Linked DNA regions of Mus musculus: regions 1, 3, 4, 5, 6 and 7 are each linked to region 2. The links are chromatin contacts, called in public HiCAR-type, HiChIP or PLAC-seq and promoter capture Hi-C maps. All regions are on one chromosome and are shown on one strand. Each heading gives the region's core, a stretch centred on a gene start, on an enhancer-like site or on the middle of the called end of the contact. The rest is flanking DNA. Distances are from core to core; before and after follow the strand shown. Region 1 holds the start of Lamtor5 (late endosomal/lysosomal adaptor, MAPK and MTOR activator 5). Region 2 holds the start of Atp5pb (ATP synthase peripheral stalk-membrane subunit b). Region 3 holds the start of Strip1 (striatin interacting protein 1). Region 4 holds the start of Rhoc (ras homolog family member C). Region 5 holds the start of Slc6a17 (solute carrier family 6 (neurotransmitter transporter), member 17). Region 6 holds the start of Kcnc4 (potassium voltage gated channel, Shaw-related subfamily, member 4). Region 7 holds the start of A630076J17Rik (RIKEN cDNA A630076J17 gene).

The links. Promoter capture Hi-C pulls out the DNA fragments that hold promoters and counts their contacts. HiCAR-type assays count read pairs that join an accessible place to other places. HiChIP or PLAC-seq counts read pairs in DNA pulled down with a chosen protein or histone mark.
Region 1: a contact with region 2 is called in a HiCAR-type map of astrocytes, with 4 times the contacts expected there. The contact joins the promoter of Lamtor5 here to the promoter of Atp5pb in region 2. A contact is called at or near these places in 7 of 39 promoter capture datasets (the 3T3-L1 cell line, cranial neural crest, frontonasal cranial neural crest and 3 more), 1 of 484 Hi-C or Micro-C datasets (embryonic stem cells), 4 of 115 datasets of contacts at active chromatin or transcription factors (the NIH/3T3 cell line, astrocytes, embryonic forebrain and 1 more) and 2 of 9 other capture datasets (adipose tissue and liver).
Region 3: a promoter capture Hi-C map of stem cell-derived epiblast-like cells shows a contact between it and region 2, with 4 times the contacts expected there. The contact joins the promoter of Strip1 here to the promoter of Atp5pb in region 2. A contact is called at or near these places in 6 of 39 promoter capture datasets (the C10 cell line, embryonic stem cells, liver and 2 more), 1 of 484 Hi-C or Micro-C datasets (double positive thymocytes) and 1 of 115 datasets of contacts at active chromatin or transcription factors (stem cell-derived neural progenitor cells).
Region 4: a contact with region 2 is called in an H3K4me3 HiChIP or PLAC-seq map of bone marrow-derived macrophages, with 4 times the contacts expected there. The contact joins the promoter of Rhoc here to the promoter of Atp5pb in region 2. A contact is called at or near these places in 3 of 39 promoter capture datasets (the 3T3-L1 cell line, embryonic stem cells and pre-B cells) and 3 of 115 datasets of contacts at active chromatin or transcription factors (bone marrow-derived macrophages, embryonic stem cells and pancreatic cancer cells).
Region 5: a contact with region 2 is called in a promoter capture Hi-C map of hippocampal neurons, with 2.4 times the contacts expected there. The contact joins the promoter of Slc6a17 here to the promoter of Atp5pb in region 2. A contact is called at or near these places in 2 of 39 promoter capture datasets (cranial neural crest and hippocampal neurons).
Region 6: a contact with region 2 is called in an RNA polymerase II HiChIP or PLAC-seq map of embryonic stem cells, with 5 read pairs. The contact joins the promoter of Kcnc4 here to the promoter of Atp5pb in region 2. A contact is called at or near these places in 2 of 39 promoter capture datasets (embryonic stem cells and hippocampal neurons), 2 of 115 datasets of contacts at active chromatin or transcription factors (astrocytes and embryonic stem cells) and 1 of 9 other capture datasets (adipose tissue).
Region 7: a promoter capture Hi-C map of liver shows a contact between it and region 2, with 2.9 times the contacts expected there. The contact joins the promoter of A630076J17Rik here to the promoter of Atp5pb in region 2. A contact is called at or near these places in 3 of 39 promoter capture datasets (hippocampal neurons and liver), 1 of 115 datasets of contacts at active chromatin or transcription factors (embryonic stem cells) and 1 of 9 other capture datasets (adipose tissue).

Annotation. Positions count from the first base shown.
Region 1 is chr3:107,277,585-107,281,281 of GRCm38.p6, forward strand. It overlaps Lamtor5 (late endosomal/lysosomal adaptor, MAPK and MTOR activator 5), which reads left to right and starts at 1,274. Exons shown (of 4, transcript NM_026774.2): 1 at 1,274-1,529; 2 at 2,286-2,347. The coding sequence starts at 1,333.
Region 2 is chr3:105,957,551-105,961,010 of GRCm38.p6, forward strand. Atp5pb (ATP synthase peripheral stalk-membrane subunit b) reads right to left here and starts at 1,713. Exons shown (of 7, transcript NM_009725.5): 1 at 1,598-1,713; 2 at 1,312-1,348. The coding sequence starts at 1,637. Wdr77 (WD repeat domain 77) reads left to right here and starts at 1,948. Exons shown (of 10, transcript NM_027432.3): 1 at 1,948-2,148; 2 at 2,403-2,588. The coding sequence starts at 2,034.
Region 3 is chr3:107,630,162-107,633,680 of GRCm38.p6, forward strand. Strip1 (striatin interacting protein 1) reads right to left here and starts at 1,549. Exons shown (of 21, transcript NM_153563.2): 1 at 1,340-1,549. The coding sequence starts at 1,519. It overlaps Gm10961 (a long non-coding RNA gene), which reads left to right and starts at 1,440. Exons shown (of 3, transcript XR_375960.3): 1 at 1,440-1,841; 2 at 2,766-3,029.
Region 4 is chr3:104,787,558-104,791,040 of GRCm38.p6, forward strand. It overlaps Rhoc (ras homolog family member C), which reads left to right and starts at 1,477. Exons shown (of 5, transcript NM_007484.2): 1 at 1,477-1,526.
Region 5 is chr3:107,516,758-107,520,315 of GRCm38.p6, forward strand. Slc6a17 (solute carrier family 6 (neurotransmitter transporter), member 17) reads right to left here and starts at 1,261. Exons shown (of 12, transcript NM_001293689.1): 1 at 849-1,261.
Region 6 is chr3:107,457,622-107,461,072 of GRCm38.p6, forward strand. Kcnc4 (potassium voltage gated channel, Shaw-related subfamily, member 4) reads right to left here and starts at 1,277. Exons shown (of 4, transcript NM_145922.3): 1 at 580-1,277. The coding sequence starts at 1,269.
Region 7 is chr3:107,229,328-107,232,682 of GRCm38.p6, forward strand. A630076J17Rik (RIKEN cDNA A630076J17 gene) reads left to right here and starts at 1,287. Exons shown (of 3, transcript NM_001256174.1): 1 at 1,287-1,427; 2 at 3,283-3,353. The coding sequence starts at 1,415. It overlaps Prok1 (prokineticin 1), which reads right to left. Exons shown (of 3, transcript NM_001357885.1): 3 at 2,589-3,355.

The sequences.
Region 1 (3,697 bases), core at 24-2,523, 1.3 Mb after region 2:
TTTTGCTTTTAAAAAACATTTCTCTACAGAGTGAGTTCCAGGACAGCCAGGGCTACACAGAGAAACCCTGTCTCGAAAAACAAAAAAAAAAAAAAAACAAAAAACAAAAAACAAAAAAAATTCAAATAATACATTTGCAAAGATAGCCATATGGAAAAGATAGTCTCCAAAATATCCTTATCAAACTATCATCTCTTCACAGTAGGACTATGAGTGGTTAGTTTATTCTAAAGTTTTTAAACCCAGGCATGTTGGTGTAATCCCAGCACTTGGGAAGTAAAAGCAGAGAGATCAATACTTCAAGGCCAGCCTCGGACACACTGCAAATTTGAGGGCAATGAGGGGTATATGAGATACTGTCTCTAAAACAGAAAAGGGAATAAAAATTTTAAAGCTCAGTTATTTTAAAGTAATAATACACGGTCTTCACTAACACCTAAAACTTAAACCTAATTTCTTCCCCCTAAAACTTCCCATGACCTAGCTATTAGAAGTATCAATGCAAATTAAATATGGCACATGGCAGTAAATCACAGGACAAAGGTGGGAGAATTCGAGGCCAACCTACGAGAACAAAGAAGGTACCAATGTTAAGATTCTGACACTTTCCCAGCACGCAGTTTGGGGTTTCAACGTGTGCCATCTCTTCCTTTAGTCCCGTGTGTGCACCCCTCCCCATCGGCCCTGTGTGATAGGTTACTTCTCCTCCGATGTTGGTGAAATGAATCAATTTAAACCAGAGTAGATGATGTTAAAGGCAGGTTTATTGGGAAGCTGCCAGCCGGTGGGTGAGTTCACTGGCCCCAAGGACCAAGGCCAGCGAAGTTTCCTGGGAAAGGAAGGAAGAAAGAGAGAAGGGGGAATGTGTGCAGAGAGAGAAAAGGAGAAGGAGACCAAAATGTCTGGATTCTATAGAAAGGAGCCCTATAGAAAGGGAAGGGCAGCCCAGCCCCTGGGCTGGAAAGTTCAGGGTTGGGGGCAAGGTATGCCAGGTGGGAACTGAGGGATGCAGAACCTGGAGGCCAGTTCTGCTTTGATAGGTAAAGTATACACCTCAGCCTCTTGACCTAGGGTCAGAAACTGAGCACTGTCTTCTTAGCGATTGGCCTATTGCATAGATGAGACCATGCCAGACCTGCTGGTTACTTTAAAATTTAAACCAGGTCTACGTCTGGTTAGGACTGGAAATTGCTTGAACCAAATCCAAAGGTTAAAAATCACTAAGTCCAAGTGCTAGGTCAGGAAAAGGCCCTGAGGCCCGACTACAGATTGCTTTGAAGGCCCAGCACCCCCAATCGAAAGCCAGCCATCACTGGTCCTGTGGTAGTAGCTATGCCTTTTCGTAAAGAGCGCGGACGCGGCGCCGCGCTGAATTTCGTCCCTCTGGAGACGCCGTCCAGGCGCCCGCCTCGGTCAAGTCACGTGATCGAGGTTTGCGGTGAAGGAGGAAGTGTTTTGCTGCGGGGTCCTGGCCTGGGGCGGACAGCCTGCGGGATGGAGGCGACTTTGGAGCAGCATTTGGAGGACACGTGAGTAGTGCGTGCGGCCGGTCCTGGGCTCCGGACAGGGGAGCTGGAATGGGACAGCGGCATGGACCGCGAGTGTCTGCGGAAGCGTTTGGGGCACTCGGGGCGGCGAGCGGGTGACTTCTGCCTACGGCCGGGCCGCTCGTTACTGGGTAGTAAAGTTTCGTTAGGCGTGTTCGCAGAATCGAGTAGCTCTTGAGAAGTTTGGGAAACGGATTAAGTTTGGGGAAGGATGCCCCGGGTGTGCTAAATCGAGCCCCCGCAGTGCCAAAGCACTTTCACGCACATCTTCCCGCGTTTGTGGCCCGTCAGTTGCTCAGCGCTTGTGAAGTAAATATATCCGTAAAGTTTTTCAGCTATCTCTGTAAAATTTAAAATTGGGAGGTGTAAAGTGGCTTACAAGAAGACACCTCCTCCTTGAGCTTCTTAATCCCCTCCAGGAGCAATTCCCGTTACTGAGATTTAACAGTTGTCTTCAGGAGTTGCAGTCCTAGAGCATGCTTCTATACCAAGGACAGAGCCCTAAAGATAACTGCCTTGTTTGTGTCTTTGTGAAGCAGAGGTGCCTGAGAAAATGGTTTGGGTTTTGTTTTGTTTATTTAAACAACTCACAGTTTGTCCTCTGAAAGGGGGCGAAAAAATTTAAGGGCTGATTTGAAGTGCTTAATACTCGGTGCATAGAAAATCTGTTTTACTACAGTAATTTGAAATATTTTCTTCACATCATCTGGTTCATCTTTCTTGTGCTCCCAAAATTAGAATGAAGAATCCATCCATTGTTGGAGTCCTATGCACAGATTCACAAGGACTTAATCTGGGCTGTAAGTGTCTCCTACCAGCCTCCCTTTGAAGTTCTGAGAGCCTTAACTTACACTGCTACTATTTTCTAGCTTTTATTCCTGTTACCTTTAGGGCATAGAGACTATCTCCAAGTAAGAGTAGATGGTTGAAGCCTTTCAGTTGCATTTTAAAGGCAGAAATGTTCCTCCCAGTTCTACAACTGTTCCTACTAAAATGGTTTTGAATAAATTTTAAGTGGTCTAGAAAAGGGCTTTAGATAAGGACATCTTTACTGAATGCATTCCCTGTGCAGGCACAGTCAGGCTACACTATTTCCTTAATTGCCTCAATAACCCTGAAAATGGATGATGCTGGCTGCTAGTCCAGCCACTCTCAACAGTAAGTTATTGTCAGTAAAAATAGGGATTTCCTAGTTAGACACGTCTGACTTCAACCCCATTCTCCGATGCTGTCTGCTAGCAACATGAGTGCCGAACAGAAGGAGCCTCTTGGGGCTTCAGTTTCTTCATTGGGTTATTTTATTTCATACATACATTATGTGTGTGTTGTCTTAAGACATTTTTTTTTAAAAACTTATTCTACGTGGCCCTGGCTGTCCTGGAACAAACTTTGTAGACCATGCTGGCCTGTAACTCACAGAGATCTGCCTGCCTCTATCCCTTGAATGCTGGGAACAAAGGTGTGCATCACCATGCCCAGCCAGGCACTATTCTTAGTGTTTTCATTATAAAACGTACATAACCCCCCTTCCTGCCCCCCCCCCCCCACCAAAGCCCTTTATGGTCAAGAAATTTAGCAAGCTTAAAAGTACCTTGCCCAGGGTCAAACACCTAATGAATGGTTGAGATAGGATGTTTTTAAAGCTGGCTCCAAAGCTTAAAACACCCAGTACAGAACCAAGATGTGTTTGTGTGGTGTTCAATAAATTGTAGCAATTACAGATAAGGAACTAAGTCCAGAAAGGTAAATAGCTAAAGTTAATTAATGTCAGAAACTAGTAAACCCAAGAATCCTTATAACTGATGCAGGTTTTTTAGAGCTCTGATCTTTTGCTGGTATGATACCTGACAAAAGTAATATAGTTATGTCTTATACAAAAAGCAGCCATTTGGAACAAAGGTAAATTTTTTTGAAGCATTTGCCAAGTTACTAATGAAAACTCTTTAAATGCAAATGTGGAGGAAAAAAAAAAACTAAGTAAAACCTTCAAGGTGCGAAGTTGCTATTTCCAATAGATTTCCGGGCTGCACTTTGGCCTACGGATTTTTTATGTAGTAATAGTCAATCCAGAATTTCTGCCAGGTTATATTGTCTACTACCTTAGTTTTAGGTGTAAGTAAACCCCTTTATTTCAGGGATCTATAATAAGC
Region 2 (3,460 bases), core at 463-2,962:
CAGCTAAAGGCTGAATCCTACTGGTTTAGATCATACCATGAGAGAATTTTTAGAACTTTTAACTACCATCTCAGTTGAAGCCTTTATTTTCATTTTCTTAAAACTATTTTAACAACTCCAAACCTGATGGCTCTTCTTGTCAAATATTCCTTAAATATAGCTCTTTCATATTACTGCCAATGCTTCTAAATCGTGATCTGACTTGAAAACTCTTCAGCAGGCTCTCCTCTGTCCACAGAAAACAAGTAACAGCACGGGCTAACCCAGCCCCTGCAAATTTTCTACATTCATCTTTCCTTAATGCCTCACCTATACTCACATCTCTCAAGCCACAAGGTGAATGACAACCAAAGAGCTTAAAGCTGAAAGACGGTCAAGAGTGCTTACTGCTCTTCACAGGACCAGATTTGGTTCCCAGAACCTATGCTGGGCTGCCCACAGCAACCTCTAACTCCAGCTGCAGATCTAATACCTTTTTCTCTGCCTCTGCAAGCACACACGCACACAAAAATAAAATTATTAAAAAAAAAAAAAAGAGTTTGACATTCTTTGGAGAAAGCAGGGCTGGCATTAACAGTACATAAAAAAAGACCCAAGACACAGATGAGGTTAATTCAGGTTTTCTTGGTTTTGCTATGTTTAGATTTTATTGCAATAGGGATATGAGCTCTGAAGGGTTTTAAGTGGGGGGAACTGCCAAGATCTCTCTGCTACATTGAGAATGGACTGTATTGGGATAAAAACAGATGTTAAGACTGAAAGCCTAGTGAAATTGTCCATTTCAGAACTGTGGGCAGCGGCTTCATGCTGTAACAATGGTAGTGAAAGTAGTCAGACTCAAAGCATCCTCACGAGTTGAGTCTTACTGACGGATTAGAGGATGGAGCTACTGTGTAGCTGTCTCTAGGACTAGGGTTGTTACTGTGATCTCCACAAAGTTATCCACTGTCACATTATGTGATCATCAACACAAGCATTTACGAAGCCATATGTGTTTTCGGCCTCCTGATATGGTTAATAAAAGATGGAAATCTGGAAGACACCCAAAACAATAGGTTTTATTTTGCTGTATTTAACCAGATCTGTCCTTGGGGGTAAGTAAGCCAGTAACTTGGTTGTGTGTCGCTGAAGGTCACAACGAGGGGTGAGCCTCTCTTTGGTGTTTGTCAGAGGAAGGAACAGGATCATGTTCAAGGCAATTAGAAGAACAAACGTCCGAATGAGTATGCAAGCTGGCTAACGTGAAGGAAAACAGCAATTTTTGGCTTGACGCTAGGAAATGGAAAGAGAATAAGACGTGGTGACACTCACCCTGGACCTAGGGCGGCCGCGTTCTTCAGACACGGGGCTGGAAATACACAAGACGGAGGTTAGCAAAGTCAAGGAGAAATCGCGTTTCTACCTTCCCGGGTGTCGGCCCTGGCATCCGTCTCTGCCGCGCCCTGAGATGCTGGGCGGCCCGGGAGCTCTCCAGATCGCTCCCGTGGGTGAGCTCGGGCCCAAACGCCGCAGTCCGTCCTCTACCCGCTTCCCGCCTCCCCGGCCTGGCTTCTTCCTAGTCACCCTGCTACGCTAACCTAGGCTCTACGTCTCTCACCCGCTGTGGCGGCAGCAGAAAGCACCACCCGGGACAGCATTGTCTGCGAAGAGCGGGACAGCGGGCTCCGTGTCCCTGTGACCCCGACCCGAGCCTGTCAGGGGCAGGAGCAAGATGGCCGCTCGCACATCTCGCGAGAAGAGATCAGCTCGCTTTTTCTCGGAAGTTCTCGGCTTTTTCCCCGCCCCCTCCCCACTATCGCGAGAAGAGGAGAAAAAATGGGTGGGGCTGAGGGAGGGAAACAAACAAAATCCCGCTGCGGGGACAGGAGACGGAAAAGCAGGCTGGAAGGGTAGACACAATTCTCGCGAGAAGTAGAGCGAATTCCCTCGGAGAGGGGCGGTTGCGCAGAGGTACACCACGTGTGCGGTCCCTCCGGCGCCGAGTCAGGGTCTCTCGTCGAGTCTGGGTCTAGGTTAGATTTGGAATCGTGGAGATGCGGAAGGACACCCCTCCTCCGCTCGTGCCCCCGGCGGCCCGCGAGTGGAACCTGCCCCCCAATGCGCCCGCATGCATGGAACGTCAATTGGAGGCTGCACGGTACCGGTCTGGTGAGCCGAGATCCCGGGGCCTGGAAGCCCCTTTACCCCCAGTCTCGGGTGCCCTCTCCCGGTGCTGACCCTCTCGAGTCCTCCCAGCGCCGTGTGGCCCTCCTCGGCCATACCTGGCGTCCTGGCCCTGCCCCAGCTCAGCTCCACAAATCCGATCTCAGATTCAGACTGGTCCCGCCACGGGGTTCTGTGAGGTTACCATAGAAACAAGGCCTTCCATCTGACACCTTATAACTTTGCTCTCCCCACCGTAGATGGTTCCCTTCTGCTCGGGGTCTCCAGCCTGAGTGGTCGCTGCTGGGTAGGTTCTCTGTGGTTTTTCAAGGATCCTAGTGCGGCCCCCAACGAAGGTTTCTGCTCTGCTGGCGTCCAGACCGAGGCTGGAGTAGCTGACCTCACTTGGGTGGGGGACAAAGGTATCCTAGTGGCTTCTGATTCAGGTGAGTGATCCCCCTCCCCTGGAATTGAAGAGTTGGGTACAGGGTAGGATGGGAAAAGGTGTTTTATTATTTAGAAGCAGGGTTGTTTACCTTATTGGCTTGGCTGTCCCAGAAACTAAGTAGACCAGGCTGGCCTTGAACTCACAGAAGTCTTCCTCTGTGCTGTAATTAAAGACGTGTGCCACCGTGCCTAGCCTCCTGTTTTCTTTTGCTGTTGTGTTTGCTATGTGCTGTGAATTGACTCACCTTGCTAGGCAACTGCTCTGTCACTGGACAGTCCTTAATCCCACCTTTCTTTGAGTGTCAGGCTGAGAAATGTAGGCTTTGGCATTAAAAAAGACAAAGAAATGAAGTTGGTAGGTGATGGAGGGTAAATGTTGGACAAGCTAGGGATGAATATAGTCAGACTACATTGTATGCGTGTATGGAGTTCTCAGAATTAAGCAGATTAAAGAAAGTCAGAATTTATATAAGTTGGTGGAAGCTGGGTATAGGTGCTGCCTGTAATCCCAGCAGCCGCAGGCAGAGCTCTGTGAGTTGGAGGCCGGCCTGTTCTCCATATCCAGTTCCAGGCCAGCCATAGGTACGTAGGGAAGTAGGGAAAACCCTGTCTCAAAGATTAAAATAGATTTATTTTGGGTCTGGAGAGATGATCCAGTGGTGATAAGTGTTAACTACTTTTTCAGAGGACCCAAGTTGGACACCCAGCACCCACATTCCACTAACAACCTTGTAACTACAGTCTTAGGGAAGCCAGTGCCATCTTTTGGCCTCCATGGGCACTGCATGCACTTGATGAATAGACATAGATGAAAGCAAAACACCTGTGCGCTTAAAATCAGAACATCTCTCTCACATACAAACATTCTTAA
Region 3 (3,519 bases), core at 299-2,798, 1.7 Mb after region 2:
GAGCTAGTGTGCTAATAGGCAGTTGTGAGCGGCCCAACTTGGGTGCTGGGATCCTCTGAGAGAACAGCAAGTTCTCTTAACCACTGAACCATCTCTCCAGTCCACTCAAACATTTAAAAAGAGAAATTTGAAGGTGTAGTTCAATTCTCAGGGTTCTCTTCAGAAAACCTGGACAAGTCTGGTCATTAAAGGTCTTACAAACTTAACTTCCATACTCCTTCGTACTTAAGAGATCACTGAGAAGTAGCCACTGATCACCCATCATTCCACAACAAAAGGCTCCTAAAAGGTCCATCTTTTTCAAAAAAGCCACTCTAAACTCATCCTCTCAACTCTGGGCTTGTTCCTTTGTGACATAAGTTATCAGAATTTGAGCCTGCGACAACAACAAAATGTTTGGAGGGAACTGATTTCTTAGGCTTAAAGACACTATCTTTAGTATCTGGTACTAGCTGAAGCATCAAATTTGAATTTGAGGAATTCCCTCTCGGTAAGTGCCTGGCTGTTCATCACACTGGAAGTTGTCTCAGGTGGAGGAGATTGCGTAGTAAGCGCTCTGGGAATGAATGTGCTGATGAGGAAGCCCTGAAATGCTGCGACGAGACGGGTGTGTGTTCATTCATGAATTCTGCAAACGGAAGCAGTGGGAGGAATTTTAACTTGGGGCGAGGTGAATAGCTCCAGACAGCGCGGGCAAAGGGAATCGCAGCTCACTAGCAAGGAGGAGAATCCGGCGCCCTTTGTGTACTTCTGATCCCTTCACAGCTCAGCAACTGGGCTCACTGGGCATGCAAAAATACTTGGCAATGTCTGGCCGCGGTTTGATCCAGCGCTGACTAAAATTCGGAGGGAAGCCACAATGTGCTCTCTCTGCTACTCACACAACCTGGGGCCGGCCAAGCAGCACTAGAGAGAGAAGCCCTGTTCTAAGCGCCCGCTAAACTCTCCTGGGTCCCTTCGCTGCCAACTGGCGTGGCCCACCACCCTGCTAAGATCAGAGGCCGGAAAGGATGAGGGGCTAACCAGCCAGCAGACCACCGATTTTGCACCCCAGGAGGGCTGTGCCTCAGGCCACGCCCCCGGGGGCGACCGGCCATCCCCGGCTCGGGGACCTTCTTCCCCCGGCCGCAGCAGAGTTGGTGACAGGGCTCCGGGCTTTCCTCCCCGGGGCTGTGGCGGCTGCCAGCCTAGCTAACTGCACGGTTCCCGGTAAAGTGACAGCTCCCAGGGTCCCTGTCAAGCCGTCGGGAAGCCCGGCTGGGCCCGGATGCCGCCCCGGTCTCCCGGGACCCCCTCTGTCACCCGCCCGGTGCCAGCCTCGCCCCCCTGCAGCTCTGACCTCCGAGTCTTTGCGCTGGTTGCGGTTGAACTCGCGGGCTTTGCCCCCCGGCAGGAGGCCTCCGGCGGCCCTCGGCGCCCCAGGAGGAGGCTGCGCGGTGGCAGGCGGCGGAGGAGGTGGCGGCTGCGGCTGCTTGTTGTTCACAATCAGAGGGCCGGGACCGGCGGCTGCCGGCTCCATCTTGGCTGCTCCACACCCCCGGCTCAATTCGCGGACGGCCTCCCGTCAGGCAACTCTCGCGTGATTTCCTCCAGGAAATTTCCCCAATCGCCATATTCAGTGTGGCTGCGTGTGTCGAAAGCCGCAACTGCCAATCACCTCCCAAGGTCTTTCCTGGCTTTGTCATTTAGTTTCCCCTCCCTCCTTCCCGTGGAACTAAGCCGGAGACGTGCGGCTGGGCTCGCAGGAATCCCTTTAGATGTCTTTTTTATCCATGAGACTTAACACTTTAATTCGTTGTCTATCATCGCTTTGCCTGTCTTTAGAGCCCTCCCTGTTCAAGGTGAGGCAGGATGAAAGGGGAAATTAGGGAGACATCATTAAAGAAAGCAATTCCTGACTCATGGGTCTAGTTGACACGTTTTCCTAGCAAAGAATTTCTGTACAATTAACAACTGGTTGTGGCTTTTCTCTAACCTTCCAGCTGAAAAACCTCCAAGTCAGTAGGACTCTGTAAGAAACACCTTGTGCAACCCTGGGGACTCCTGGTTTTACTTATCAGATTATAACTCCATCCAAGACACCTCTGGAGCCACGTTAATAATCTCACTTATCAAAACAGGGGAAAAAGCCGGGCGTTGGTGGCGCACGCCTTTAATCCCAGCACTTGGGAGTCAGAGGCAGGCAGATTTCTGAGTTCGAGGCCAGCCTGGTTTACAAAGTGAGTTCCGGGACAGCCAGGACTATACAGAGAAACCCTGTCTTGAACTTGAAGTGAAGAGAGACAGAGAGAGAGAGAGACAGAGAAAGAGAGAGAGAGAGAGAGAGAGAGAGAGAGAGAGAGAGAGAGAGAGAGAGAGAGAGAGACTCTTGGGGGCTAAGGATAACAGTATGAAGTTGTATCTGTCCTCAAGCCACTGACAAATACTTTTAAGGATATAATAATGAACAAAAATAGGATTCTAGTCTTCGTGGAGTTTACATTCACATGGGGGAGATAAACAAATGAATAAATAAAACTGAAATTGAAAATATAACAGAGAAATCATGGGGAAATGAGGGTGTGTTTAATAATCCCTTAGAAGTGGCTCTTGCTTTTCTGCCTTCATTTTGTAGCTGTCTCGTTTACTCTGAATTACCTGCTCACATCTGTATTGACTCAAAGAGCAATCATCCAAAAATGGTGGCCTCTCACCTCATTCTCCGTCACGTCTGAGTGCCAAACACATAGGAGTAACCAAGATGGTTTTAATGTTACTTTTTACAGTGTCCTCCTCCAGAAACCTCCCTCCCCAAGAAGCAGGTACAAGACTCTTGGTCACTGGCCTCAACCCTCTAGACATCAGGAGTGGCAAAGCCTCACAGAACACAGCATCCCCGGATGACGAACAGCTCTTTCTATCATGGCCTGTGCACCCTGGAGGAGAAAGAATCAACTCCTGAGAACCAGCTTGTCCCTTAAGTAAAAAGGACTTCTACCATCTCATAGAACCAACACTGAGAGGATGATAACCAGACCACACTTGCCCAGGTCTGCTGGAATTTTCCTATCTCCCGCCCTCAATCTCAATTCTAATTCTATTTAAATCTAAAGTAAGTTTCCCCAAAGACAGATTTGGGATCAGTAAACACCTTATGTGTTTCTCTTTACAATGTTCACATCGATGAAATCTTTGTGTGTTGTTGTTCTCCTTTTCCTCCCCTTCTTCCTTCTTCCTCCTCCTCCTTCTTTCTTCTCCTCCTCCTCCCCCCACCTCTATCTCCTTCTTCATTTGTGTCTTTGTTGGGTATATTGAAGACTAGTGATGAAGCCTGAATTAGTGGAGATGCAAAAGCCAACATTTTGGCCCTAAACACATGGGTTACAGATACAGGGGTGTAGTTTGATGGAATAACTTTGTGTATGTTACTGGAATTGAAATTAAACCCTGGGCCTTATACACCAGTCTCCCCCCTCCCCCCTTTTCTCTCTTTCTTCCTTTCTTCTTTCTTTCTTTCTTTCTTTCTTTCTTTCTTTCTTT
Region 4 (3,483 bases), core at 227-2,726, 1.2 Mb before region 2:
TCAAGAGCTGGGATTAAAGGCATGCACCACCACTGCTGGGCTAGACTATACGTTATCTGAAGGCAGAGTTTCATGGTTAGTACATAGTTTTCAGTTCACATTCAACCAATGTTTACTGAATGAATTCAGAGGCCTGGTGGACAAAACACCCTTCACCTCAGTTATATGATTTATCAAATGTATGGTCCATGCTTCCAATCCTGAGTGAGTGTCTACGTATGTTGTCTGCCTGGATTTGAGACAGCTTCACTCCACAGCCTATGTTGGCCTGGAATTTGTGGTAACTCTGCCCCCTCGGGAGTGCTGAGATGACAGGCATGAACCACCCGGCCAGCTGCACCTGCAGTAGACTCCATATGACATACATTTATTCTGGGAAATACTTGTTGAAACCTATGACGAGCAGAGTTTGGTTGAATGGTACAGAGGGCAGGTAGGAGGGGGAGCATGGCAGGCAGCAGGCAGCCAGCACCTGCCTGGGTGCCTCACAGGCCTGCTTGTAAATTTGACTGATTTAGTTTTTGTAGCCCAGGATGGCCTGGAATTAACTCATAGAGATCCATCTGCCTTTGCTTCTTGTGTGTCATCGTGGCTCACCTCACTGGAAATTCCTGCTGTCACAAATAGTGAGAAACCACTTCTCTGGGCTTCATTTTCTTTACAGGCAAAAGGGAACGGGTATGGGTGAACTTATTCCAGAGTTAGAGACCTGTGTGTTTAAAGTATCCAGCACTAGTAAATAAAGCATTGGTAGATTTCCTTATACACCCATTTCTTTGGCTCTTTATAAGGAAGGAGATACAGGATCAGGTAAGTAACACCTCAGATTGGGATCAACAGCACAACAATACAATAGGAGTGTGAGGTCAGTTTCCAGCTGAGGACACGGCAGCACTTCCAGGAGTGTGCTCTTAACAGGACGTCGGGAAATTCCCAGCGAAGGAAGGAAGGGACTTTTAAGGCGATGGTGGCTGGGGACTGCAGATCACAAAAGGTCTCCAGGGCTCTGGATAGCGTCACGTTGCACTTACTGCAGTGATTCCTGGATAAGAGAGTGGGCAGCTTCTGTATAACCCATCCCCTCGGTCACGGGTAGGGTGTAGGAAATACTGGAGCTTCGAGGTCTGGATGGCCACGCGAGGGCAGCAGTGGCCCTCGCTGACCCCACCCTGGAAGCCGCTCAACTTTCCCGAAGCTGGTCCGCCCCCCACGGGTTGGAAGTGGGGCAGAGGCCGAGTTATCCGGGGTCCCACCCGCCCGCTCACCACCCAGCAATCCAGACATCTCCGGGCACAGTTCCTCCAGCTCCAGCCAGCCCTACGCCCCTTGCCGGGTCCTCAGCCGGGGTGACCTGCGGCCGCCCGGGGCCGGGAGCGGAGGCGGGCCAAGCTAAGGGCCGCCCCCGTCGACCCCCCCCCCCTTCCCTTGATGGACCCGCCCCAGAGCGGTGCTGGAGAGTGGGGCGGGGCCCGGGTCAGTCTCAGCCTCCGGCACTGGCCGCGCAGCTGGAGGCGGTGGAGCCCAAGGTACCGGGGCCCCAGCTGGTGGGTGGCGAGGCGTCGTGGGAACTGACCTCGGAGGAGAGCACTTTCCCGATTCCCGGATCGCTCCGGGAGCGGCTTGGGGGGCGGGGGGTGTTCCGGGCCAGGCAAGAGAGAGCGCCCCAAGCTGTGGGCCAGGCGCTCTAGCCTTCCAAGCTCTCGAACCAGAGCCCAGAGTCCTTCCCTTTCTGAGTCTTTCCTTTCTGGACCTCCCTAGCTGGGCCAGGGACACACTTAGATCTCCGTGAGCGACTCAACCCAGACGCTCCAGTTCCGGGCAGGGAGTAAGAAACAGGGCCTCAGGCTGGCTAGGGGTGGGAGTTCTGGCCTGGGATGGGGAATGGCGGGAATAGGGATGGGATGTGACCACTGGAGGCTGCTACTGCTTGGCGGGTCTGGACGCCGCCCTAGACGGGTTTTGGAGCTGATCTGAGCTGAGAGGTTGAGAAGACTAGGAAAGATCCCGCTCCTGTGTTGTGTATATGTGTCTGAGAGTGAAGGGGGGTGGGGAAGAACAAAACACCCCAATCCCCAACTCTTCCTCGTACCCTCTTGGGAAGTTAGGGAGTGTTAGGGAATTGGGCTGAAAGCTGGAGTCCAGCTCTTCCTTGACTTCTGGCTTTAAAGTTAAGGAAAAGGTGTTGCCCGAAGAGTGATTCCTCGCCTAGATCTCGGGGGGAGCAGAGTACAAAGGCCTGTTGGATCACCTGGGAAATCAAGAGAATAAGGAAGGCTAGTGGCTTGTCCTAGGGAAGGTCCCAGAAGTTCCAGACCCCTCTCCCGGCCCTGGGTGAAGTTTTCGTTGTCTCTCTTAGGGTTAGTGGGGCAGTTCCGCTGGAGCCGCCTTTCACAGGGAGTGTTAGCCAGGCCATCCATGCCATGTTGGCCTTCGGCCTAATGTCCCGGCTTGGCCTGAGTCCCCAATTATTCTGGCCTAAGCAGAGCCTAGATGCAAAGTCTTCGGAGCTGGAGGCTCTAACACAGCCACGAAGTTCCGGCCTCTGCCTCCCACCATCAGATGCTCAGCCGCCTTGCTGCTGTGGGACAGCCGGGGCTCACGCATGGGGATGTGACTAGTGTTTAAGTGTCCTAGGGATCACGCTCCATCCACACTGCCCACCCTGGCTTGGGGCTGTCCCCGCCAGCCTGTGTACAGCTAGACTGGTTGAATTAATGGGAGTAGGTGGGGAAGTTGGAGGAAATCCTGTGGGTTACCTGGATATACCTCTCAGACCTCATTTTTGAAGGAGATATGCAGCATAGCGAATGCCTTCTTCCCAGTCTTTCGGGGGTACCAGGGAAAGCCCCTTGAGATGGGGGGTGGTAAGTGTGGCTGTGCATACGCAACTCCTATAAATTCTCTGTGACTCATGTCCTCTTTCCTCACATCCCAGTTTTGTGTGTGTGTGTGTGTGTGTGTGTGTGTGTAGGTGTAGGGGAGGGAGGAACCACCCAGGCGCCTGATGCTGAAAAGAATCAGCCTGGGGCTGGAGTACTCTGCTTCCTAAAAGGCAGGCACAGGCCAGGGTTTGAGGTGGTTTGTAGGGAGCTAAGAGTTGAGCAGAGCCAGACAGGATGTGGGACTGAAAGGCAAAGCCAAGTTTGGGGCTGAGCTCAGGTTACTGTGCCCTTCTTAACTGCTCCCTGCCTGGTCAAAAGCTTAGACTGATCCTCACTAGTCCTTTCTTTGGAGGCTCCTCCCAGCCCAGGCTCTGGTTCCCTCCCCCACAGCCTTCGCTTCATCTCTACTCTGTCTGGCATGATCCTTGCCAGGCTGTGTAGGTCTGGAGACCTCACTGACCCGGTCAGCTCCCTGTGGTCTGAACTGCTCGTTCACGTGTGCTGGGGTGTAGGACACATATAAACTCTGAGAAGCTGACTCCTTCCTTATCTTGAGTCACAGGGAGGTGTCTGCTGGGCCTAAGGGTCAGCTGGTCACAAG
Region 5 (3,558 bases), core at 11-2,510, 1.6 Mb after region 2:
TAAAACCCACTTGACTGCTACTGGGTCCGAGTAGCCTCAAAATTGAACTTGAACACAAGATAGAGCTGTTTGGGCTTTTAAAGAGGATGAAGCATCAGGCTTCCTTCTCAGGCGGCCGCGCCCCTAGGGGAGCAGTCCTGACGTACTGCGAACATCCCTTCAGAGCCCTGTCTGCACAGGTTTAAATGTGGCGGAGGCCTCTCTCCAGACAGCTGGCCCCTCTAGACTGTGGCCCCCAGTGCACATCACCTGTCTCTGCCTTTCGGTCCCCAGATGTGCTTCCCTCCTGGGAGGAAGGGCTCTTCCACTCTAGCCCCAAATTCACTGAGGAGCAGCCCCAGGGCTGGGAATTAAATCTCGGGCGCGAACGTTCTGCTTCTCTAGCCAATGTTACCGTCAAGGTCACGGGCCCGTGGCCGAGTGTCTGAGGCTGGGGTCTCCAGCAGCGCCGGAGCCTCCCCGTGGGGCTGCGCCCTAGGCGCGCTCCAGGCGGAGGGACCCACCGAGCTGGCCTCGCTGGCTCTTCATTAGTGCTCGCCTCTTCAGCTGTCCTGTTACCTCCGGAGTTCTGGGGCATCCTGAGCTCCAGAAGCTGAAGCTCAAGTCCAACCTGTGCAGGAGCTGCCGTGCACCCTTGACGCGCCAGAACGTCGCCGCCCCGGGCCTCCGTCGCCAGGCAACGATGGCTGGAGCGGCAGGAGGAGCCCCTGAGCCAGCGCAGGTCGTGTGGACCCAGAGAAAGCGCCGCCTTGCACGCTTTCAGGCCTTTCAGGCTGAGGCGGGGCCGCGCAAGCAAAGTTGCCGTGGCTGTCCCAGGGATGCCATTCGGGGAGCAAACAGCGACTCACCTGTCCCGCGTGGGCCGTCGCGCGGACTCGGCCCCTGGATTTCCGCCGAGTGGCCGTGGTCCCGGACGGGTCGTGGGTGCACCGTCCTTCCCGAGGGCAAGGGGAGTCAGGCAGCGACAGGCCCCAGCTGGGGCTGGGGGACCTGGAGCTGCGCGCGCCGGCGCACGCGACTCAGCTGGCTTGTCGCTCCCTCCGTCGCCGTGAGTCCCAACCCTGCTCCCGCCCTCCGCTCGCTCGGGGCTCTAGGGAGCCGCCCCGGGGCTCAGATCCCGCCGCGGAGGGAGCGCGTGGCTGCGAAGGCCCCGGCCGAGTGCCGTCGTCCCCGTGCCCGGTCCGCGTCGGCTCTGCGGAGCGGAACGGAGCTGGGCGGAGCGCGGCGCGCGCTGTTCCCTCGCTTTCCGAAAGGCCACCCTGGCGGCGGGGCGCCGTGACGCAGGCTTGACTCACGCGCGGGCCCGCGTCAATGCGAGGCTCCCCGGCTGCGTGCGAGGCTCTGATGGCGGACCCAAACAGAGTGGTGGGTAGGGAGCAGGAGAGGGGTTGCCGAAAGAAGCCTCTTGAGATCCGAAGGCTCTCTTTAGGCATCTGCTCTCAGGAAAATAAACTGCCATGGCCAAAGGCCTCCTGAGCCGAGGACCTCACCTGTCATTACAGACTCACCTTCTTTTGACCCTCTCAGGATTCCAGTCCCACTCAGTGGTTATTCTTTCCATCTCTACGTGGATGGTGCCTCGATTCCCACCTTTGGCTGCCCCTTCCCCCTGGCATTCTTCCATCCTATCACCCCACAAGGCCAACCTCTACACAACTCAAAAACCTGACAGATGAGTCTAGTGAGGGCAGTAAGAGAGAGGGAAATTGTGACTGGGTACCAAACAGGTGTTGAAGGATGCTGGCCCCAAGGGATACGTAGACAAAATGAGGAAAGGCAGCCATTGTGGAGGGAATGTATTTATTTGCTCAGGGTGAATGCAAAAGTGTAGACTATGTGCATACAAGTGGTTGCCTGAGCAGAAACAGCTGGCGAATGACAAAAAGTGACAGGGCCTGTCTGGCTAGAAGTGCTGTTCGGGAGTCTGAAATAATTGTCTCTGCTCTAGAGGACCTTTGGTATTTCCAAACAAGTACCTGTTTGGAAGGGGTGGAGGAAGTGAGATCATGATGGAGACCAGAAGCAAGTACTGGGATAGTCTGTACTTCAGTCTAACTAGCTGGCTGGCCACCGATTTATGGATGATGACTGAAGACACAGAAGCCCAGGGGCCAGAAACAAAGCACATGTATTGCAAGTGAAATGATTCAGATTCGGATCAGTTTCTCAAGTCCTGTGGGAGGGCTTCAAGTTTAGGGAAGCCTAAATGTTTTATAGTGGACTCTAAGAAAACTCACAGGTGATTTGCCCCTACAGAATTTTTATCATAATGAACAGCAAACAACACTTCCCTCCACCTTCTCTGTTCTCTGAAGCAGATCGCTATGCAAAGATCCACCAGTTTACTGTGCAAAGATCCTCCAGTCCTTACTGGAACAAAAAAAAAACATCAGTTCCTTGGCCCGTGAGACATCTGGACATGAAAGATACCCATTGAGAATGATCTCTGCCAATAGATGGTTCTTTTAGTTAACAAGTATTTAGCAAGTCTATTGTTTGCTGAGCACTGTTGCAGTCCTATGGATGTTACAGGGAAGACCCATCATGATCCCTGCCCTCACAGAACATATGTTCTGGTGGACTTAACCAGGAAATCAGCAGGATGGAGGTACACCGAAGGAAGAAGTGAGTAATGTAAGAGGTGTGGAGGAGGTGAACAAACCCAGTGAGACAACTGAGATGCAGAGAGGGGGCGAGAGGAAGGAGAACCTCAGATAAAGGTGGTTTTAAGGAAAGGAGTTTTAGAGTTTGTGTAATGATTGCAAAGAACTTTTGAGCCCAGTGAGCCTAAGTTTTTTTAATCTAGATTGTCATCACTTACATACCCTGAGTAGGATTTATAACCTAATGAGCCTAACGGTGCATACTGTAAGAAAATGCAATCCTATACAGTTGCTGTTATGATCACATAAGATGATTATTTTAAATTATTTGATGTCACATGTGCTTGATAAATGGCAATTATTGGGTGACTGTATTGTCACTAAACTAAACAAAAAAACAAAAACAAAAACAAAACACCTAGGAAGAAGAAATTTGGGGAAGAAGGTAAGTATATATATCAGATAGAAGTCCCTTGTCTCATCATAGCCACTTGCTGACAACCTTAATCCTGAATAGGCTCAATACCTGGTTTCTTCATGCAAAGTTCTCGGTGGGGGGGGGTGCGGAGGGGGGAGCGTGAAGTCACCATCTCCCTCTACCTTCTCGGTCGCCAGCCTTGGGTGGGCTTCTTGATTCCCAGTGCCTCTATGTGGCTTTATGAGCCATCAATTCCTCTCCTCAATTAAGGCCTCCTCAAGTTTCTATTCTCTTAACCATCCTGTGTCTACCCATTGCCTCCCTGGTCTTTCAGAAACCGCCTTGGTCCTCAGAGCAGCTACACTCCTTTCCTCCCTCCCATCCCTGGGAGAGCAGGGGAGCCTTCCCTGCTGTCAGAATCCAAGCCCTTCTTAGCCCCTGGGTCCCATGGCCCACAGCTTCTTGACAGCCTGAGTCAACCTTAAACATGCTAGACTCTCCTGCCACTGTGTCTTTCTCGGCAGCTTTTAAGCATGT
Region 6 (3,451 bases), core at 27-2,526, 1.5 Mb after region 2:
GGTACAGAAAGCCTTGGGACATGGCCTGCTCCTAGGAGAAAATGCCCTCTCTCAGGAGAGGGGGCCTGTGTTCTGGGGAATCTCTGTCCTTTATGAGACAGGTATTCTAGAAACTATGCCCCCCCCCCCTTTTCTGAAATCCATAGGCGCCTGCATACAGAGCTGCTGGCAGGATAGAAACAGGTTAAGTGTCCTACATAATCCACGGTTCCTTCTCTTGATCCGGCCTCACCCCTGAAAAAGGCCAAGTTTAAGCTCTCCAGGACTTTGTGGTCCTGTGGAGGGCAATTGTGCTGATCAAAAAGGAGTGAGAAATGCTCAAGTTGAAGGCTTGCCACTCACTGAGGGGCATGTGCCAGAGCAGACAGCTCGGATCAGGTCCAAGTAGTAAGTTAAGTGTGTGCAATTTCCTGATGGAGCATGCAGGAGACCAAGGAGGGTGGGTGTTAGGAGGCAGGTAGTTATCGTCTGCCAGGTACGTCAGTCTCCTTCCAACCCCCTCCCCATCTGACCTACCAACACTAACACCAAGAAACCCTTGGGCACGGAGATGGGGAGATCCTGGCTTCTGCCACTCACCCTGGCCGCCCGGGATGAGTAGGGATCCTCGAAGAGCGCCCACATTCGGGGCTGCCAGCCACGGCACCCTCCGGACCCAGCACCAGGGCCAGAGCCTCCTTCATGGGGGCCCAGGCGCTGCAAGGCCAACTCCCGCTCATCGTCGCCAGCCTCGTCGCCTGGCCCTGCGCCACCCCCGCCCCCGTCCGGGCTCTCGAAGATGTCCAGTGCCTCCTCAGCATCGCGGTGCTGCCGGTAGGTCATCCAGCAGCAGGGTTCCACATCTGTTTCATCGATACCCCAGAAGGTGAGCTCTTCCTCAAAGAGAGGCCCACAGACGTCTGCGGGGCAATGCAGCTTGCCCGTACGGTAGTAGTTGAGCACATAGGCAAAAACACCCGGGTGCCGATCAAAGAAGAACTCACAGCCCCCGCCGCCGCCGCCGCCGCCGCTGCTGCCGCTGCTGCCTGCACCGCCGCCATCCGACTCTGGCCGACCCCCGCCGTCGGGATCCGCCAACCAGGCAAGGCGGGTGCCCGGTAGGGTGCGCAGGGTGCTGCGGTAGGTCTCATGTCGCGTGCCGCCCACGTTGATGATGATCTTCTCCGACGCCTCGCCCTTGGCCATCTCCTCCTTCAGACATGTTTTGGACGGAGGCTTGTTCCCCGACTTGCGCCCGCGGTAGGAGGAGACACACACCGAGCTGATCATAAGAAGCGCTGCGGGGCTCCGGCTTGGGGCGGCCGCTGCCCTCCAAACACCCTTCCCAAGGAGGCAGCGTCAGAACGGGGAGGGGGAGGAGACGACAAGGAGGAGGTGGAGGAGGAGGAGGAGGCAGGAGGTGGTAGCGGCCCCTTCTGCGGAGTGGCTCTGCCCCTGCCTCCCCCCCAACCCCCCCGGGGCGCGGAGCAGGAAGAGTTGGCTTTCTGTGGTGCACAGGTGGTTGGGATTTAGGCAGGCAGAACCTAGTGGAGGCAGGAGGTGAAGACCTGGGTCGAGGACTCAAACCAAAGGGTCCGGGGTCCCAGGAGGTAGGGGCAAGCACAAGGATGCTCTGGGCCGGGGACACGCCCCCCCGACCCCAGAAAGGCAGAGAAGCGCACAGTCCCAGAGCACTGCGAGGGTCCGCGGCGCGCGCGCTCACACTCACACGGGCCACCCTTTGGCTCCTAGAACGCGGCGAGCCCGAAGGCGGCAGGGTTTCTCCGGGCGGCGGCAGCGGCGGAGGCAGCAGCGTAACAGCAACAAGTCCTCGGAGCGGCTACCGGGGCCGGGCGGATGCTCCTACGGTAGCCAGAGCTCTGCGGGGCCGGGCAGTGTGCGGTCAACTCGAGGCGGCGGTGGCGGGCATGTGGCCCGTTCCCCCCATTCATAAATCCAGCGCGGAGCACCGATGGCGGGCGGGGTTGAGTCGAGCGAGACGGACCAGCGGGTGGGGGTTGCTCAGGACCAGGCGGCAGGAAAACAAGCGCGCCCGCAGCAGCGAGCCTGGGTCCTGCGTCCGTGGCCGGGAGCTGCGCCGGGCTGGATGCAGCGCTGCGGGGGCCGCGCCGGGACGAGGGGGGGTTCAGACGGGGCGTCCTGCGCGGCGCAGAGCCTGGAGGGCGGGGCTGCTCTGAAGAGCCAGGCACCGGGTGCTGGCGGAGTGTCCCGGGCGGTGGCCGAATGGCCAAGGACACCTGCAGGCTTCCTGGGCCGCGCCAAGAGGGAGCCTCAGCGCAGCGCCCCGGCGCCGGGTTCCTGAGATCTGGCGCCGCCGGGAGCCGCGCCATCTGCGCGTCTGCCCATCTCCGGGCGGGGCGCCGGCCTTGGCTCCCTGCTAGGGGCGGGCGCGAGGTGGTCTAGGGAAGGGAGCGCCTGGGCGCCAGAGGAATGGGGCTCAAAGGGCTCTGCGACTCCCTCCCGCGATGACAGAGGATGCGACGCTCCAAGTGGCGCCTTTTCCTCTCGGCCTCGCCTGACCAGGGCGCACCCTCCGCGGGGCGGGGTGGGCGCGGCGCTGCGAGGCGCAAGGCCGACCTGGGGCGTTGCGGAGCTCGGGCAGCAGAGCTCAGCCTTCATCCGCGCATCCCAGCCCAGCGGAGGCGCGTAACCCGCTAGCAGCCAGTGCCCAGCGTCGCGCGCCGCCCCTGCGCGCCTCCGCTTCCATCCCCTCTCGGCCCCACTCCCCGCCTCTCCGTAGCCCTCAGCTCCACCCACTGCAGCCCTTGGTGACACCTGAGCGCTCCCGACCCCTGACCTCTAACCTCTCTCTCTTCCTGTCTGTTTCTCTGCACCTCCTCACGCAGAGTCTAACCTGTGTATCCCTTACAGCTAAGCTGGTTGTATTGTTGCAGTTTCACTGTTTCATTGTGGCTGACTGGAAGCCAGGGTGGAATAGAATGGCAAGACTACATCAAGGAAGAGCCTCCTTCTCTCCTCCTCCAGAAACCTGGTCAGACCACCATGGCCCCATCCTGCGTCTTGGATGCTCTCGATCTTGATATTTATGATCTCTGACATATTCACCACAGCCTCCACCTTGGAGCCAGGACAGCACGGCCTTGGGCAGAGAAATGTTTCTGGGCTAGGTGGAGAGAAGTCCTAAACCTGCTGCTCTCAGTAGAGAAATGGTTTATGAGTGTGTCCTTGTGTCCCTTAAGATCATCAGGTTGAAGGCCTGGCTCCCTGTTGCAATGAAGGGAACTTAGGAGGTGCCATACTCTGCCTCATGCTGTCTTACTGTCCTATTACTGTCCCAGTCCTTGCACTTGACTTCTCTCCCAGACTCCGGGTTCCTCTAGGCTGCACTGTGTTTTTTCATCTTGATAACACCCACAGTGCCCGCCTCTGAGGACCCATTTGCTAAGTAATTGAGAAGCTGCCGTATCCAAAACATGAAGCATTAGACTTT
Region 7 (3,355 bases), core at 37-2,536, 1.3 Mb after region 2:
TATCAGACATGCATTCACACGCCTCTACTCATTGACCTGTCCCGCCAGGCCTCCGCTTTGTTTACAAAGCAGGATTTCTCACTCTTACCTGGAGCTTGCTGATTCAGCTTGGCTGACTGGCCAGCTAGCTAGCCCCAAGGGTCAGCCTGCCTCTGCATCCCCACCACTGAGGCCATAGGCATTCATCGTCACACCCAGCTGCTGTGGTTGTGTTTTGGGTTTTGTTTTTTTGTTTTTTTTTTTGGTTTTGTTTTTGTTTTTGTTTTTTAACATGGGAATCAAAATCTTGTCCCGCTTGCCCAGTCCAGGTAGACAAGACAAGCTAGGCTGGCAGCCATGATGATACTTGTTCAATATGAAGTCCACACTCTACATAGACTGGAGGGTTAGCTAATGGGAGCTACCTCTCTTTGCAAAGCAGTGTTAATTTTTCGTTATTTGTTGAATTAGTTTCCTCCAATGGTTGGGTTGACTGACAGGCTGAGGTGGGGCTTCTAAGAAGGTAAAAGGTACAGAAGTCTCATGTGGGAGTCATAGCTAGAGAGCTGGCGAGGGGCCAGAAAAATGCAAATGAATCCTGCTGGTAACCCCAGAATCCACCCTGTGCCCCTTGACATAGCTGGAAGCTGCCAGGGAGGCCTATGCCAGGGAATGTATGCTCCTGATACAGTTATTCTGCCCAGAGTCTGGGGAAAGCCAGGGCAGACCAGAGTCCACTGTGCAGACAGCTCTGTGCTAAGATCCCAGACAGAGCAAACACTGTACCTCACTCACGATCGATGCCTCTCAGTTTAACAGGGTCTCAGGGAGATACGGTTAGTGTGTTTTTCTTTCTAATCACAGCTGTTATCAGGCTCCGCCTCTAGGAACCTGTGTGTGAACTTGAACTTGGCAAGGAATGAACATTGACTGAACACACAGGGGTTTCTTGCTGTTAAGTTACTATTTGGGGCCTTTGAAAGGCATCCAGAAAGCTTTTCTTCCCAGATGTTTGGTTTTCCCAACTAAGGAGAGGCGTCCAAGCTCTGAAGTTTGGTAAGGGGTGTGGCACAAAAGCCCCCAGAGGCTGGGCCAAGGAGCTGAAAGCTGACTCTTTGTGATGCCTTCATAAGGATGAAAGATGAGTAGCTGACCACCCCCGTGACACTTCCACAGGGCAGATGATATCCTGAGCACTTCCCATTCGCTAACACTTAATCTTCACTGCCACCCCAAGAAGCAGATGATGATGATGGTGATGATGCTGGTGCCATTAATAAAGGGGGAACTTGAAACACAGAAAGTTCAGTAAACCGACCAAAGTCCCAAGCTAGGAAGCAGCTGGTGCTGGCTGTGATGCTAAGCTCTGGACAGCCTGCCCCTTGTCAGGAATCAGACATGCAGACTACAGCAGCTTGCACTGTGAGCAAAGGAAATGACAGCTGCAGGTATGTCTGTTTATTTAACCTTTGGACTTTGCTTTTGTGACAGAATTTCAGAGGCTCCTGAAGCATGCTCACAGCTCCTTATCCTTCAATGCATCTCCCTGCCTAGGCAGCCAGCTATAGTAGTCACACTTGTAATCCCAGCATTTGAGAGGCAGAGGCAGGAGGATTGCTGTAAGTTTGAGACCCATCTGGACTACATAATGAGTTCCAGGATGTCCAAGGGTACCTGATAAGATGAGATGAGAAAGAGAGAGTGGTGGGGGGGAAGGGAGGGTGACTGAGACACACAGAGAAAGCGAGGGGGGAGGGAGAGAGCGAGGACTTTAAGGGAAATGGATATTGAGTCTCATGCCCTGTGTGACATGGGCCACATGATCTTCCCAAGACCCAAGCGCTTTGCTATTCTCAGCTAGGCAGGAGAGCTAGGGGAGGTTGAAGCAGTGCTAGCCACATGGAGTGGGAACATATGGTGCTTTCTTTACAGATGTTGAAGGTAAAGTCATATGGGGGAGCTCATGCTTACCCATCTGAAATTCGTTGCCTCCGTGGTCTAGTGGCTGTGGGCTTCTGGAGCTAAACAGCCCCAGCTGGGGAGCAGACAGTGAGGGTGTGCTTCATATATCACAGCCTCGCTCCTGCCTAGTGCTCACCATGCATGACAAGATCCTAACAGGGGTACAACCAGCTCAGAGATACAGGCAGGACTAGGTGTCCATTAACTCTATATTAGATTCTCTGCTCCTGCCAAGGTGGGCAGGGCAGTGCCCTCCAGGGAAGGGAAAAACAATCCTCGAGTTCATTTAAAGACACCACAGTCACAACAGACTGGCACCCCATCCTGGCCACTTGGGTGCTACTAATCCCATGTATAATCAGAACTTCCATTCAAGGAGTTGTTGCCCGAGGTTGAAAATTGAATATCCCAAGTATGCAAGAGAAGAGACAACAACAACCCTGGAATTCACAGGACCCCTCAGTGGATAGCAAAATCTGAGGATGTTCAGGTCCCTTATAGAAAGCATCGTGGGATCACACGGACCTGTGCTCATCGTCTCACACGCTTTAACTCTTCCGAGGTTACTTATAAAACTGAACACAGTGCCGTGCCCCACGGCCATATGTGTGGTGTTCAGAGAATAATAAGAACAAGCTCAACGCATGTTCAATGCAGATGCACTTTTTAATATTTTGATCCACAGTTGGTGGAATTCCCATGAAGAGCCCCAGGGTCCGGAGGGCTGACTATATGCGGTTTGGGTCACGTGACGCTATATGTAGCTTTAGTTAATAAGGTATCCATTCTCCTCGCCCTCCTGTTTGAAGGGAAGTCAAGCCACTTCGCAGCACCCAGCGCACCCATTCCCCACAGGAGACTCTGAGGGTCTTCTTGCCGCACCGCACCCAGTCCTTCCTTCAGGATCCTGAAGTCGGGGGAGGGGGAAGACACTTTTGCTAACCTTCCTCTTTTCAACTTTGTGTATTTTAACACTTTCAAAATAGCTGCATTGTGGTGTAATCCATATAGCACACCATTTGCCCTCACAAACCATACACTTCAGCAATGTTGCCGATGCTGACAGATTGTACGGCCATCTCCACAATTTAATTTTAGAACGTTCTTGTCACCCTTAAAGAAGCCTGAGTCCCTTTACAGTGCCTCGCCATTTTTCTGCCTTCACTCCACCCCAATCCTAACCAACTATGACTTGCTTCCTGCCCCTGTGGGTTCGCCTGTTGTGGAGTTTTCACATAAGTGGAGTTGTACCAATGTAACCTTTTATGACTAGCTCCCACTGTCTAATGATTCAAGGGCCCCTCGTGCTATGAAGCATATCTGTGCCTTATGTCTTCTCAGCGCTGAGTGATACTCCGTGCTTGGACATCATATTGTCCTCATCTGGAATGGAAAGGAGCTTTTCGTACCAGGT